2 separate regions of the Macaca mulatta genome follow, and region 1 is linked to region 2. A link is a contact called in public Hi-C data. All regions are on one chromosome and are shown on one strand. Each heading gives the region's core, a stretch centred on a gene start, on an enhancer-like site or on the middle of the called end of the contact. The rest is flanking DNA. Distances are from core to core; before and after follow the strand shown.

What was found. Hi-C and Micro-C count contacts between places; a contact is called where the count stands out from the background.
Region 1: a contact with region 2 is called in a Hi-C map of liver, with 4 times the contacts expected there. The contact joins the promoter of RTTN here to the promoter of LOC114673724 in region 2. A contact is called at or near these places in 3 of 14 Hi-C or Micro-C datasets (blood, fibroblasts and liver).

Annotation. Positions count from the first base shown.
Region 1 is chr18:10,487,227-10,491,166 of T2T-MMU8v2.0, reverse strand. It overlaps RTTN (rotatin), which reads right to left and starts at 2,205. Exons shown (of 49, transcript XM_077974806.1): 1 at 2,137-2,205; 2 at 1,612-1,799; 3 at 571-748. The coding sequence starts at 2,167.
Region 2 is chr18:10,260,631-10,264,897 of T2T-MMU8v2.0, reverse strand. It overlaps LOC114673724, which reads left to right and starts at 2,743. Exons shown (of 6, transcript XM_077974810.1): 1 at 2,743-2,868; 2 at 3,126-3,247.

The DNA of each region.
Region 1 (3,940 bases), core at 956-3,455, 230 kb before region 2:
AGAAAACTGAAGCCGGAGGGGTTAATTACCTTAGCCAAGGTCACACAACCAGCAGCAGAACTGGGACTTAAATCCATGACTCTTTGACTCGGATTTTAACTAGTATATCATAATGGACTGCAGCATAGAAAAATACTTGCATTATGTCGTTTTGATTAGTCCCCACAACAAAATCATGAGCTAGGACAAGTATCATTACACTCCTATATGAAGAACAAGGTCAAAAATACAAATATAAAGCACTAAGAACAATGAGCACTCCTGTGCTCAATAAAAATACGTTGTTATTGTCAAAGAAATAATCTGTCAAACTGGTCTCATAAAAGCAAAGTCACTGGCATCCTTTAGGCCTGACCAAAAAAGCAATTAATGCAAATGTACCATCCTTTGACTAACAATAGAGGGGAAAAAGGTCAAAATCATGTAAGTTAATACAAGAAAAATAAGTTTGAGGGAGGTGGGAGAAATCCTTTTTAAAAAAATCTAACGTTGCTTTCCTTAAAATTTACCATTAGAATGAATGTATTTATATTTTAACAGATATCCCTCAAGTTGATTCCAACGAGTTACCAGTTTGATTGGTCTGGTATGAGGCAGAAGACAGTGCAGGAACTTCCGAAGGAAGAATGAAAAGTCCATCCAGAATGCCATCAATTTCAGCCTGCAGATTCGGCTCCACATTCGACCGAAGCTTAGCTAAGAACTCTACTGCACCAAGGTCAACCAAATGCTGGACTGCTGGGGGATACTAAAATAAGAAGAGGATGATCTTGAGAATAACTCTATCAAAATCTCTAAACCTTAACTTACAGCAATCAAAACATAAAATTATTTTTGGTATATCGGATGTTCCTTTTCTGAAAAACAAATCCTTCATGGCTCTGCCCCGAAGTAAGGCACTTCCATGAGGAGTACATACTCATAGAGACATACAACCAACACTTGATAACGTTTATGAAAGATGAGCCAACACACTGAACACTAGAAATGCACATTATCAATCCCTACTCTTATTTTTGTAATGGGTTACTTTTTTCCACTGACGCTCACCTTCTGGTCCCAGCCCCAGCCGGTTACCATGATGTCAAAGTAGTAAGATTCCTCTACCGTTGTACAGTGATTTCGTTTTGAAAGGTTAAACTTACACTTTGATATCTGACCCTGACAGCTAACTACTCTTGAGGTAGGCATAAGAATACCAATCTAAAAGCATACGGGGAAGCAACTTAACATTAGTATTTATGAATCACGGTTATGTAACATTATTTTTAAACGTGCTCCCTTTCATATTGACACATCTAATTTTTAAGATGTAAATATCAGAAAATAAAAACAGAATACAAATATTAACCTCCAAAGATAACTCCAAAAATCAGAATACACCAAATCTCAAAAGAAGTTCTGTGTTACTTCTGAACACGGCAGAGACTCTGTGGGATTCAGTATCACAAATAAAAGATGAGCAATATATACCCAGATGAATTAAACATCTCTGGTTGTTTAAAAAAAAAAAACCCTTTAACCCCAATTATTTAACTTTCAATAAACGCTACAATTAAAAGACTAAGAAACAGTCACTCGTCTGATTATTTTATTTCAAAATGATCCTACCTTAACCAATCTGCTTAACAAGTTCAGAACCTCTTCCTTCACTGGAACGGACGGGAAATTGAACCATTCCAGCAAATGAAGAAAAAGTTGCCTCTCCTGAATGAGATCAGCGTAGCAGATTAAGTTGTGCTCAATCTTGCAGAGAATACTCTTGAGAGCGCGCTCCCTGATCTCGGCCAGCTGATGACCTGTCAACGAACGGCACAAAACTATTTTAGTTCCCCACTGCAAAGAGACGCCCACCCAGATTTCATTCTAAAACTACGTTACTTATGCTATGAGCAGGAGCGGCGTGAAGATGGAATAAACCAGTTTTTTCAGAAGCAGGCCGCTGGTGCCTTCGGGACGCCAACCGCGGAGTTTACACAAAGTCCGAGATGGGTCCCCGAGGGCTACCCGGGCAAAGCGGGGGCGAAAGAGGCAGCGGTCGCGGAGTGGCCGGCCGCGGAAACGTGACACGACCATTCTCAGCAAGTGGCCAGGGCAGGGGAGGGTGCCTTAGGCGAGGGGCAACCTGACAGTTACCGAGTTTTCTGATGAGCCCCGCCAGGACCATCTCGTCCCATCAATCGGCAGCCGCCGGAGAGTTAAACTGCCGCGCCACTGAGTCCGGCCACAATTAATGTCTCCCGGAAACACGTCCTGTGGGACGGTGGGTTCCGCAACGCCTGCGCTCACTAGGAGTAGGAGGCATTCCGTGAGCCGTTCGCGGGCCCCGCGTCGCCAGGAGAGCTTCCAGCCTTTCTAGAATCACTACTGCGCACTTCCTGGACAGCAGTCTCCGTCGCAAGAAGAGGGAAAAAAAAAAAAGAAAGCAACAAGCAGGGGTAGAACCGGCGTTGGCCGCCGCGCACGTCGGGAGTTGTAGTTCTGGCTGGGTCGTGCGTCCTGCACCCAGCTCCGGTCCCGCCGCGGCGCCCGCTGGCCTGGGGTTCCGGCTTACAGCGCGGGAATTCAGGAACCCAGCGCGGGCTGCAAGAGGCCCCGACAGGAGCCCCGCCTCCTCGCTCAGCGACGGATTCGTTCTTGGCCCTGCCAGTATGATTCTCAGCTCCCAGAACTTCACGATTTAGAATGTAGACTTTTGCTTTGTGACAGTTCTTCCCATCCCCGACTACTAAATGACGGACCCTCTTTAACTGTGAAATGTACCTGCAAAGTCAAGCAGTGCCTTTGGATACCCAAGTTCAGATATGAACAAGCAAGCTACAAAAGCGGGGTGGGCGGGTATGAATGAGCAGAAGAGAGAAACCGGGCTGCAAAAAGGAAAATAAAGGCGGGACTTGGGTGTATGATTTGCTGAATGCCACCAAAGTTGATTTTTTGCACCGTGCACAGTAATCGAGCTGAGCAAATCATTTTTTTTTTCTTTTTTTTTTTTTTTTTTTTTAATTCAAAGCAGCGGTAAGATCAACAACAAAATTGCATTTGGAAAATGATTTGCATTTTAGAGAGCATTTTCTCGCTCTGATCCTTTCACTTTCCCGGGGAAAGGGATGTCAAGGCAGGTAAAGTGGGCCCTCGGTATCCCTAGGTAATTGGTTCTAGGACCCCCGTAAATACCCAAATCCACCCATGCTTAAGTCTGTTTTATAAAATGGTGTCATATTTGCATATAACCTACACACATCCTCCTGTATACTTTTAAGTCATCTCTAGATTGCTTACAATACCTAATACAATGTAAATGCTATGTAAATAGTTGTTACACTGTACTTTTTATTCATACTATTTTTTAATTGTTGTATTGTTATTTTCAATTGTGGGGTTTTTTCCCCCGAATATTTTCCATCCCCTGTGTGTTGAATTCTCTGTGTGCAACCAGTGGACAGCAGAGGCCTACTGTATTCCCATTCCTATTTTGCCAGAGAGGAATCACAGAAGTACCCCCACACAGTCACGTTAACTAGCAAGTAACAGATTGAGGACCTGACCTGATGTTTCTTTGTTCTATTCATAGTACCCTGCTGCCTCCTCTTGTGTGTAGATAAGAGAGTGATGGTATTTGAGTTGGATCTTAAAGAGTAAGTAGGAGTTTGCCACACAAAGAAGTTGGGTAAGGGAATTCCTGCTAGAGAAAACTGTATTTGCAAATGCAAGAACTCAGAGGGAGTGTGTCAAATTCGGGAAACGAACAAAATTCAAGGTGGCCATATTATCTCGAGGAAGAAGAGAGGAAGGGCGAGAGAGCTGCTAGCATGCTGGATATTCTCCATTCCACCTTCTAGCGGTTCCAACTCTTCCAGCTCTTCATCAACTGACCTCAACAGGCGAAAAGACCGCACTATCCAGGCTGCCTTGCCCTCTGGCTTCCAGTTGGCTGCCGCCA
Region 2 (4,267 bases), core at 1,494-3,993:
CAGCAACACACTAGAAGAAGATTTAAGGATGCAAAATCCACATGATGAAAGAGGAAGTGTCATCTTGGAGGGTTTGGCACTCAACACTGGATGAAACTGAAGCCCAGGAATTGCCATAAAACATCCCCCCACCTAGTACTAAGTAATCTTCACTATCTGCCTGACAATGGAATGTAGGAATTGTGTCACATCCAGAGGGTGCAGGTGGAGTTTTCTCAGGATGCTGCAGTGCAGGGTCAGTATGGGATTTAATAATATTTTGAGTGTAAGATAGAAGAATCAAGTTGGGAGGTTTTAGGAATAGTGAAGTTACCTCCCATAAAGTCCCTTTTCCAAGATTGCAGATACCATCATGTACTTAATAAAACTCTACTAATCAGAGATATGTGTTGTACAAATGAAACCTTGGATGGACAACAAGAAGTGTGAAAAAAGTTGAACTCAGGCCAGGCGCAGTGGTCCACGCCTGTAATCCCAGCACTCTGGGAGGCCAAGGCGGGCAGATCACGAGGTCAAGAGATCAAGACCTTCCTAGCCAACATGGTGAAACCCTGTTTCTACTAAAAATACAAAAATTAGCCAGGCGTGGTGGTGAGTGCCTGTAATCCCGGCTACTTGGGAGGCTGAGGCAGAAGAATTGCTTGAACCTGGGAGGTGGAGGTTGCAGTGAGCTGAGATCACGCCACTGCACTGCAGCCTGGCAACAGAGTGAGACTCCAACTAAAAGAAGAAAAAGAAAGTTGAACTCAATAGAAACCAAAGAAAGGCAAATAAAAATGTTAAGTAATTTTCCACTTGCCAATTTGGCAGAGAGTAGAAAGGAACAATAATGATCAGTATTTGTAAGGGTATCAGGAAATGTCAGCTCACACTGCTGTGATAAAAGTATAAACTGATGTGAGCTGTCATTCATTGCCTTCTCAAAGAGTATAATATATAAATATATATGGCAGTGTTTAAAACTGTAACTTATTATTTTTATTGCCCAGGAACTTCAAATAAAAACAATTTAAACATCTTCATAGCAATAAAATGGTACAATGGGCCAGGTGCAGTGGCTCACACCTGTAATCCCAGCACTTTGGGAGGCCGAAGCAGGCAGATCACCTGAGATAGGAGTTCAAGATTAGCCTGGCCAACATGGTGAAACCTTGTTTCTACTAAAAATACAAAAATTAGGCAGGAGTGGTAGCAGGTGCCTGTAATCCCAGCTACTCAGAGGCTGAGGCGGAAACTTGAACAAACATCTTTCATTAAAAGATATTCTTAGGTAAGCACTTTAGTATATTACAGGGACATAGTTTTTACTATTTCAACTGTAAAACATTAAGACATGACAATGGTGATTGTAAGTGTTTTGTAGGGGCATTGAAATAATGATTATGCTTTGTTTCATGAGAAAGCAGAGTGAAAAATTCCACATAACCTCTAATTACATAACTTAATAAAAAACATGAGAAGATTCTCTTTATTTTGGTTACACCTATCAATATAATTTTCATACAGTGCAAGTTATGGTATAGGGATTATGGTTGTCAACTGAAGAATGACAAGGTTCATAAATCTGGAAAGGGTTGCAGCCTGCAGGGTGGCCATCTGACAGGCTGGGAACACAGAAACAGACATTTTGAGGGAGGGGCAACAGGAACAGGAATATATGCTGAACGAGGTGCCTCAATATACATGTTTAATAAGCTACAGGAGAAGTCATGAATCTTTATGAATGAGGAAACATATGCATAAGCAATAAAGCTTCCTGCTTCTCCAAGGGATCCATGTTCAGAAAATGGCCATGTTAGCATGATCAGAGGACGGAGTGTTCGGCCTTCTGACTTCAAAAGGTGAACCAGAGGACACAGAAATCCTAACTGCACATTCCTTGTAGAGTCCATGGTCCGTGGTGTCTTATCAGGCAAAAAGGAGGGGCAGTGTCAGGTTGGTCAATAGTAGTGGAGTCATTTGAAAGACTGGTTTCTGTTTCGCTCTTAGGGAAGAAAGCCTAATGCTGGCCAGCAAGGGAGGGGCCCATTGAGGTGTGTCTACCCCATCCCGTCATGGCCAAGAACTCAGTTTTCAAGGTTACTCTGGGGTCTCCTGGGCCAAGAGGGGGTCCATTCAGTGAGTTGAAGGGTTTAGTATTTCATTTTTTATTTCTCGTGGGTTTTTCTAGCAGGCCAATAAAAAACAACAAACATGCATCGAAGAAGTACTGTGGCTGCCTTTTTTTTTTTTTTTTTTGAGACAGAGTTTCATTCTTGTTGCCCAGGCTGGAGTGCAATGGCTCGATCTTGGCTCACCACAACCTCCGCCTCTGGGTTCAAGTGATTCTCCTGCCTCAACCTCCCTAGTAGCTGGGATTACAGGCATGCACCACCACGCCTGGCTAATTTTGTATTTTTAGTAGAGACGGGATTTCTCCATGTTGGTCAGGCTGGTCTTGAACTCCCTACCTCAGGTGATCCGCCTGCCTTGGTCTCCCAAAGTGCTGGGATTACAGCCACCGCACCCAGTCCTGTGGCTGCCTAATATCTAATACTAATATTACCTAGGTATTACGAACTGAACTGTGTCTCCCCCAGATTGATATGTTGAAGCCTTAGCCCCCAACTGTGACTATAATTGAAGACAGGACCTATAAGGAGGTAATTAAGGTTAAATGAGGTCAGAAAGGTGGGGCTCTGGATAGATATCGTGTCCTTTCACGAAGAGATACCAGAGAGCCCTCTCTCTTTCCCCTGGACAGGCGCAGAAGGAAGAGGTCACGTGAGCCCACAGCAAGAAGGCTGCTATCTGCTGGCCAAGAGAAGTGTTCTCAGAATGACACCACCTTGTGGCCACCTTGATCTTGGACTTCCAGCTTACGGAACTGTGAGAAATACATTTTTGTTGTGGAAGTCACCCTGTTTATGATATTTTGTTATGGCAGCCTGAGCTATGATATATGGAATGCCTATTTATTATTTTTTAATGTCTATGTCAATCGTATCAGGTAGCTACTGTCATTAGCCCAATGTTGCAAACTGAGGTTTATGGAACTAACTTGTCCAATGTCACGCAGCTGGTCACTGGAAGAACCAGGAATTAAAGTCTTCTGATTCCAAATTTTTTTTTTTTCTTTTTTCGAGACGGAGTCTTGCTGTGTCATCCAGGCTGGAGAGCCATCGTGCGATCTCGGCTCACTGCAACCACTGCCTCCCAGGTTCAAACGATTCTCCTGCCTCAGCCTCCTGAGTAGCTGAGATTACAGGTGAGTGCCACCACGCCCAGCTGATTTTTATATTTTTAGTAGAGATACGATTTCGCCATGTTGGCCAGGCTGGTCTCAAACACCTGACCTCAAGTGATCCACTCACCTTGGCCTCCCAAAGTGCTGGGATAACAAGCCTGAGCCACCTCACCCTGCCTCTGATTTTAAATTCCATACTATTATGATTGCTCAGATTATTTTAATTTTTTCAGTAATGTGTTACTTTCATCATTGAACCTCGTAAATAGTTGTGTAACTTTTGGTTTTCCCATCACCTAAAATAAAACAGTACATTACTAAAACTGCTGTAGCTTTACTTTAACTGTTTATTTTTCAAAACATCAGTAATTATATTTCAGTGAGTTGTCTTGATTTTATATGGCTGGGTATAGAAAGAAGAGTAACTCCACTTTACAGATGGCATGGCCAGGAATAATCATGGTTCCCGTCGTTTTTGGCCGGAGAATTTTAAAAGAATATTGAAAAAAATTAGTGCTTTAGAGGAGATTATGCTAATGATTCTGCTATCGGCAGGTCACCCCAAGAGAAATAAGTCTCAGCCCATCAACTTGCTGATGCTACAGCTTCTCTGAGAGAGGTGAGGATGTTCTCAAAGTAGGCAAGAATACTCATTATTGAAAAGGTAAAACATGATTTAAAAGACTGGTGAGAAAAGTTGTTTTCTAGAAGCACAACAAACATCACGAGGAAGCCATGTTGCTTATCTGCAGGCTTTGATATTTCTGTGTTGGATTAGTCTTTGATATTTGGAAATCAGATCATCATTATTGGAGCAGTGGTGTTCTTAATGAGGGAAAAAAAAAACATCTAAAGCGAACTAAATGGTGGAGAGGAAAGTCTGTAAATGTTAAGAGGTGAGTTGGGAATGCATGGAGGAGCTCTGACTTGGAGCCAATTCGAATAGGACTGAGAGAAGTAGTGGATCATACGATAGGCGTTTAATAACAGCTTGCAGACAAGGTTCAACAAGGACCTGTCAAAAGTAACTCTTCCAAATAC